2 separate regions of the Anas platyrhynchos genome follow, and region 2 is linked to region 1. A link is a contact called in public Hi-C data. All regions are on one chromosome and are shown on one strand. The core of a region is the stretch at or near the end of the contact, and the rest is flanking DNA. Distances in the headings are between cores, read along the strand shown.

Evidence for each region. Hi-C and Micro-C count contacts between places; a contact is called where the count stands out from the background.
Region 2: a Hi-C map of liver shows a contact between it and region 1, with 2.4 times the contacts expected there. The contact joins the promoter of RASAL2 here to the enhancer-like site in region 1. A contact is called at or near these places in 3 of 8 Hi-C or Micro-C datasets (F1 follicle, liver and subcutaneous adipose tissue).

The regions. Positions count from the first base shown.
Region 1 is chr8:19,069,081-19,072,935 of IASCAAS_PekinDuck_T2T, reverse strand. RASAL2 (RAS protein activator like 2) reads left to right here. Exons shown (of 19, transcript XM_038183330.2): 19 at 1-1,628. Among named protein-coding and RNA genes, the nearest start is that of RALGPS2, 13 kb to the right of the region's middle. Within about 2 kb of position 1,900, at least 2 of the 8 cell types and tissues checked have an H3K27ac peak or open chromatin away from gene starts, as enhancers often do.
Region 2 is chr8:19,246,307-19,250,161 of IASCAAS_PekinDuck_T2T, reverse strand. It overlaps RASAL2 (RAS protein activator like 2), which reads left to right and starts at 1,923. Exons shown (of 19, transcript XM_038183330.2): 1 at 1,923-2,203. The coding sequence starts at 2,041.

The DNA of each region.
Region 1 (3,855 bases), core at 651-3,150:
GTGGTGCTAAGCCACGTGGCAGCCAAAAGGTCTGTCTGTTTTCAAGCAAGAACCCTAACTGGGCCTGATCTCGTCTGTATTAAGACTAATGCCAGTGGGTTTCTGCAGCAGTGAAAGAAAATAGTGGAAAAAATTGGATGATAAGCATTATAGACCTTAGGTTTTGGTTCATACATTCAGCAAAAGCATCTGGCTGCGCTAATGCTATTGCAAGCAACTGCTGCTATCGTTTAGAAACAGCCGAAGTAATGCAGGAAAAAAATTAATAATCTGTCAGAGTAATACTCGTATATTCCTAAGTCCAAAACAGAGAAGTTGTCCCTTGCTGGCCATGTTACTCAGTGCTGTTCCAGGATGACTCTCCCCAGACCTCAAAGCCACCCGGCTTTCCGGGTTATCCATGAAAGCTCGGGGTTTCCCTGGCAGGGCAGGGAAGCAGCAGCGTTTTGTAGCGCTGTGGCCTTTTGCCACGTCGTGTGTGGTATCTGTGGAGTGTGTGCACAACACAGGGTGAGCAGAGTGCTACAGGATAGGTAACTGAGGAAGCCCAGCCTTGAGTGGTGTCCTGTAAATTCCCCTTTTTTAAGGGGAATAGGCACGTTTCACATCCAGGAGGTAACAACTATTACATCCCTGGTGTGTTGGAAATGCTATGTGTAAAAGCACAGATTCATATAGTTACACATTTTGCAACGTTCCTCCCCAGGGGAATAACTCTAAGCAGGGGATCCAGAGGAGCATGGAAAGAAAGGGATGTGTATGTTTTCTAGTTAGAGAATTTGTGCTGTATCCAGTAATAAATTCTGTATCCATCTAATAAATCATCAAAGAAATTGATTTTATTTTATGTTCTTGCAATTGCTTTGGTTTGTCTTTTTTACACCATATATTAATTTCATGTTTTAATGCTTGCTTTAACCCACCAGCTTCTAACTTCATCTGAAAACTCAGTGATTGAAGTCAATCAATTTTACAGCAGCACCTGCGGAGTGTGCCAGCAATATTTATCTGCTGAGGTCACCATGTATGTATGAATCCTGTTTGTGTTCTGAGAAAATGTCTGTGTCATTTCTGGAGAACAATCCCTGTCCAAGTTGAACCGTTAAATGTAAATAATAATAAAATCTGTGATTAGCATGGTCAGCCACAGGTATCCAGCTGAGTGTGACAGAGCAAAAAGGGTTAAATTTAGGCCAATGCTTTTAGGTATTTCCTTCCCCACAGTAAGTTAACTCCCATGAGAAAGAGCATGTCATTACAGATCATGCCTGCCAGGAATCCTACCTGTAAAAATAGATTTTCTGTCTCAAGGGCCTTAATAAGAGTGTTACTACACAGAACTGTTTTGCAATGATAGCTCTAAATAATTTATTTTTTATTTCAACAAAGTACACCTTAAAAAGTAATAAACTTGTTTTTCAAGCCGTATTTTTATGCTAGTAGCACTGGACTGTTTGGTCTCTGAGATCCATTTCTGCATTTCATTGCCTGGGTTTGTTCTAAAGAAGATTTATTTTTGTTCTGTGAATAATTTTTGAAGGTTCTTGTAATATGTACAGATATAGATACATTTGAGGTCTTTTATTGATATTCCTACAAAGAATACAAATAAACTTTAACTTTAAACAGTTTGGACTCAGTAAACCTATGCTGATTTCAAAATCTCTTCTGTCTGCTCTCAGGTTGTTCTTGGGTTTTGTGTAACTTAAGAGGGAGGAGGGAAACGCAGTGTAACTTAATGTTTTGGGACAGACTGCATTTGACACCTGGAGCTCTCGGAGGGGGTCCGTGGCTGAATAATTCCTTTCTCATGTTTCCGTGGATGTTCTGATGGGGTGGCCAGCCCTGAGCACTGCCTCCCCGTGCCAGCAACCTCTCGCTTTCTGAAGCTTGCGGTGCTGGGAGGTGCCTGGCATTGTGGAGTGAGAGAGCGACAAGCTGTGGAGACATGGAGAATTGCTGGGTGCTGCTCTGGGACAGGGGATTTTTTTGTGTGTAATAGCAAGTGGTGGAAAAAAAAAAACTGGTATTAATTAATGTGTTTATGCCTCTCATATTGGACCAGTGAATGTGACCAATTTTCTTGCTCGGTTAATTCCTATTTTACAGGTTCTCATGCACCAGCCCAAAGCTGCAGTGAGTGTTTGAAGTATGGACATACAGAGGAATATTTATTTCATAACAAACATAAAATGCTGGATTCTAAGTAATTTTTATTTATCCTTTCATATATGTAATGGATCTTGTATACAGTGAGTCAAAAAACCCTTTGCTATTGAATGTAAAATCTATAAAAGGGATGTCTTGCTAAGATTTTTTTTTTCATTTTACCTGCTATTATTTTTTCCACAGCTTTGAAGCCTGCAAAACACACACAGCAAACTTCTATTTGTTACTGTGCACCTCCACCCTGGCCCTATACTTTGTTCTGTTCAAGTCCCCTGCATGTTGTGCCTTGTTCTTGCTTAGGCTGTAAGTTTTCCATGCCAGGATTGTCTTCCTGCGTGTTTGTACAGAACCCAAAACAGCGGGAGCCTGATGCTTCTGGGCACGAGGGCAGCACAAACAACATCTCCGAAGATGGATGCAGCTATAAATTCCCACACCCGTGTCCTGTCCATTTCGCCAACACCCACCCAGGAGAGTTTCCTGCTCTTCTAGGGTAATTCTAGGCAGTGTGCAGGGGGAAGGCCAGGCCCAGCTGCCAGGATGTGACCAGGCAAGGCAGAGGTTGGTGAGACAAGGGGTAGGATGATGGAGCCCTAGTGGGGCACAGAGGTCTCGGTATCAAGTTTACCCTCCTGGGGAGAGGGGATGGGACAAAAAATCCAAATGGAAGAGGGATGGGCAGGGAAAGGCAGGGCTGGGAGGAAGGAGGCGCAGCATGAGGGTGGTGTTAGTGAGGCAGGGAGGAAACTGAGGGAGAGCAGCAGGAGCTCTGCACAAGTGAGGGCTAGGATGGCACTAGGAAAATACATTCAGTGCTTTGGGCTTCTCTGTGGCTATCCAAAGCATCTGATAATGAAGTGTTGTATCCTACTGAGGATGTTAAATTCTGCTTTACCTTGGATGTGCTCCTTACTTTCACTGTACAAAGCTGTCTGTGAATGTGCAATTTTTTCTCCCATTTTTAGACCTTTGGATAAAATGTGAAGGGTTCTGAAGCTTGTCCTCAGCACTCCTGTAGTTCCCCTGCTAAAGCCAGGAAATTGTTTTGGAGAAGCTCCCCTGCAAGACTTCTCCTGCATAAAGGATGCAAGTGTAAAGCCTTTGATTTCCTGTGTGTAAGAATGTGTGCTGCTGCTTTAAGTAATCAGCAGCTGCTGCTTAAATCCATTAGCAGGTGGAATACCAATTTGCTTACACTGAGATATTAGTCTCATGAGGAGAGAGTCGTTGCTCATACTAGAATCCATCTCACGTTGCTGTCCTTCACCTTTCTCCTTTCACAGATTAAATATCCTCATGTCTCCAGAAGATGTATTAAATTCCTACTTTTTGCTGTTAGAGGTGGATCAAATGTCTTGCTTGTAGACGTGAAGCCTGGCTACCCCTCAGTTCTTGTCCTTGTCCTTACTAAGCTCTATGGGAACACATAATCTTGCTGATGAAACTGGAAATGTGAGTTCTGTGGACCTGAACCCACTTTTCATTACACTGAGTCAGCCCAGCTCAGTAGCAGAGCAGCTTTGGCTGAAGTCGGGAGGAATTATTATCAATACTGCAGGCTTCAGCGTAGCTTGGCAGGGGCAGGGCCCTCAGGATAGAGGTTCCCCACACCATTTAGGTTCTTCCAGCTTTATAATATGACCCTCAGGGCAATTATGTTAATAATAGGGAGAAGGAGACTTTGAG
Region 2 (3,855 bases), core at 674-3,173, 180 kb before region 1:
ATGACGCAGAGCATGTTCTGGGGTGGGAGGGAGCCAGGAGACGTTGCTGGGTGTGCTGGCTCCCCAGGGACGCGCAGCCCACATGGCCAGCTCAGATGGCGAGGGGCTGCATCTTTATGCAAGAGACCGGAGGAATTGTCTTGCGCCTGTCACAGGGGTGAAAGGATGAATCCTCTGCCTGGTCTAACTCTTCTTGTTTTGGGGGGTAAGTTTTTCATCTTTACTTCCCAGGAAACTGAGGCTGACACCACCAAACTCAGGATCTCTCTTTTCTCATGCTCCTGAGTCTCACTTCATAAAACCTCAGTAAGCATTGAACCTGCTGATCTGTTTCAAACAGAAGAAAGAGTCATAAAGGTCCAAGAGCTAATTAAATTCCAGCAGGAATAATGAACACTGGCAGCAAGGTAAAGCAGAGAGATCCTACGAGACTCTTGACTGCAGGTGTCCACCCCTTGCTAGATCCCAGGGAGTCTCCTTTGGGACGTGAATCAGTGGGAAACCAGGCTGCACCGGTTCTGCCGATCGTGAAACAAGCCAACATTTCGAGGAAGGAGGTTTCTTTGTTTTCAAAGTCAGCCTGGAAATTGCAGCAGGGCACGTATTCCCACCCTACAATGGAAAAACTGCGATGCAAACTCATCCCATTCCAGAAAACAGAGCTCCCGACTGGATAGAGAATGACCCAGTTGTAGGGCAAGATTCAGGTCAAGCTCTTAGTCAAGCATGAGACAGAAACCCCCAGGAAACAAGGTTTCATCAATTAATCACAGGGCTGGCAGGACTTTTTTCTCTATTGAAATAGTTCATACATCTTCCATGGCGAACACAACTACACCAGCGTGAGTGTACTCGAATCCAGTTGGTTCAGTGCTGCTGTGCAAGTCCTGAAGCTGCGAGACAGCACCGGAGACAAACTTTGGGGTTTGGGCAGCTGATTTTGTTACGCTGCAGAGCTTGGAGAGTAACGGCCCCTTCAGAGGGAAGTTATGGCTCTTTGGCCGAGGTGCTGTAACTCACCACGCGCACGCTCGTGCTCTGTTGTAGTGCCAAATAAAACAGGATGGCACGCAGCACGGCGAGAAGTGGGGGAGCTGTATCTGGCTGAAAGCAGCTTTATGGCCGCGTAACGGCTCTGCGGCCATGCCAAGGACAGCGCTGTTTAGGTGTCTGAACCAAGAAAAAGTTGTTAGGCTCTTTCTGTGTGCTGAGATGGGCCTGCAGAGACAGCCGGCGCTCAGCTTTAGGTTTCAGTACGTTGTTTCGGAGAAACGTGGGAGAAATGGCTGATTCGCTAAATCACCTATGCACCATGGAGATAATCACTGGATCTTTGTGCTCGGATGGATGTGCCCAGCTCGTATCGACCAGGGACGGGCCCAAACCCAGAACGAGGGAAGGAGCCCAAAGCCAGCCGACCCCCTGCCCACCCTCCCTGCGAACCCGCGCCTCAGTGTTGGAGTAAAACACGATGGGACACACACACGCTGCCCTCACAGCTATTTTATTCAGGATTTTTAAGAACACACGCCTCGATCAACGCGAACTTGACCCAAAACCCAACGGAAAGTTAACGCCTGGTGTAGCTGGGCAGCACAGAAACCCCGGGGAGCGCCGCCTCGCACCCATTTTTGAGGCTAAAACCTCCCTTTTGAGACCCCTGCGAGGGACGGCGGCAGCGCTGCAGGGAGACCCTCGTGGCACAGGACCCCCAGCGCGGCCTCACCCCTGCTCTGAAGCGGGGCGGAGCAGCACAGCCCCCTCGGGGGGCTGCCCCCACACCCCCACACCCCCCCAGCGCCCAGCTCCGGGCCTAGGCCGGGGCGGGGCCCCCTGAGGAGCCGGGTGCGCGGCGCCCAGAGCGGGGCGGCCTCGGGCTGGGGCTCGGCCTCCGCCGTGACGCAGGGGGCGGGGGGCGGCGGGGCCGGGGGAGGCGGGGATGGAGCCGCGCTGAGGCGAGGCGCGGCCGGGGCGCAGCGCGGGCGGGCGGCGGCGGCGGCGGCGCCTCCTCGGCGGCCCCCCCCTCCCCGGCTCCCCGGCATGGAGGCGCCCCCCGCGGCGGGCGAGCCGCCGGCCTGGGCGGCCGAGGCGCTGGCGGAGCCGGAGCTGGGCTCGGACGAGCTGGAGGCGGCGGCGGGCGGCGCGCTGGACCGCGTCCTGCTGGAGTCGGTGTGCCAGCAGCAGGGCTGGCTGCGCGTCTACGGTACGGGGGGAAAGGGGCTGGGGAGGGGGGGGACAGGGGGACGGGGCGGGTCGGGAGCGGAGGGAACTTACCGGCGGGCCCAACTTTTCCTTCAGTTTTTTATTTTTTTAATTTATTTTTTAATTAATTAATTAATTAATTAATTATTTTTGGGGTGAGCCAAGCCCGTTGTTGCACACCCCCTGAGCTGCTTTGTCCTTCCTTCACCCGCCCCGCCACCCTCACGAGCGAAGCCCCCCAACACTGGTGGCACCGAGCTGGGGGGCCCCGCTCGGACAGGCCCGGCTTCCCCGTTGCCCTTCGACGCCACGCAGAGCCCCCCAAAACGCCTCATGTCGCCGGTGTCTCCTCGCAGCAGGTCCTGCCCTGCCGCCCCGCTCTCCGTCCTGCCCTGCCCGGCATCCCAGTGAGGTTCTCCAGGCTCTTCCTGGTCTGTGGGGCTGGAAGCCAACACGCCCCGCTATCGGTGTCGTTACGCACACGCTACCGGTTGCGTTGTGCCCAAAAGGTACGGGAGGCGCAAGGAAGACACCTCCAGGAGCCGTGCTGGGTCTGCTGGCTGAGCACAGCTGGTTACGGTGAGCACCACCACGGCCACTTAGCCTTGGGCACCCCCAGCCAGGAGGACCAGGCTGCAGGTTTGCAGGGGCACACGGGCTGTTCAAAGAGCTTTGTGTTCATTCCGGGAGCTTGAAAAGCTGGTGCGGTGGGACGAGGTTGTCTGGCTGCTTTCTGTCTGGTGCATCAAGGAGCAGAGTTATACTTAGCGCAACTAATTGTCGTAGAAGTTTGGGATTTTCAGTAGCTTCCCCTTGTCTAACTTGCGGCTTCTTGCGTGGCTTTCTTTTGTTACTCTCAGCCTGATGCTGAGACTGTAAAACGCAGCCTTTTTTGAAAAACAAAGCAAAAAACCACCTCTGCTGCTGGCGGGGGGAGCTCAGAAGAAAGCAGAGCGCCTGCAGATTGTTTGTTTGTTTAGAGCACTTTCCGAAGGTAAAATGAGAACGTACTTATGAAGAGGATGTCTGGCACCAGCCTATCTGATTGTTACCCAAGGTTATATCTTGAATGAGTGGAAGCAGGAATGTGGTTTCAAAATTAGCCACAGTGAGAAACCCTGCTCGTTGATAAAGTCGTGTCATGTGTTGTGATGTGTTTGTAGTCTGACACTAACATGTAGATAAATGGACAGAGATTCCACGCGATGGAGCAGCTAACCGATAGGCTATAAAAATCAGGGCAGGCTTCAAGCATGTAAAAATACATCGTGTAGCCCAAGGACAATAACTAATTATTCTTAGTTTAAAAACAACTCATTATCTCTCTCCCTCATGAAGGATCTGATGTGGTGGTGGCTTCCCTCCTTCCTATGAAATTGCAGTTGGGTTAGCTAGCATTTGTTTATTTCCTCCTGCTTCCCAGCCTTTTTTCTTGTATGAACACATCTGGATAAGTTTGCGGACGATGAATCGAACTGAAGCTGTGCCATGTTTGTGCACAACTAAATATGGGTTACAAATCTATGAGTGACAAGTGTTATTTATAGGATTAAAAGTAAAGCCTTGCACAGTTGTTGGAGGAACCACAGCAGCACAGCTAAAGAAAACAGGAGCAGAAAGCTTAGCCTTATTGTCTGTATTGTCTGATAAACA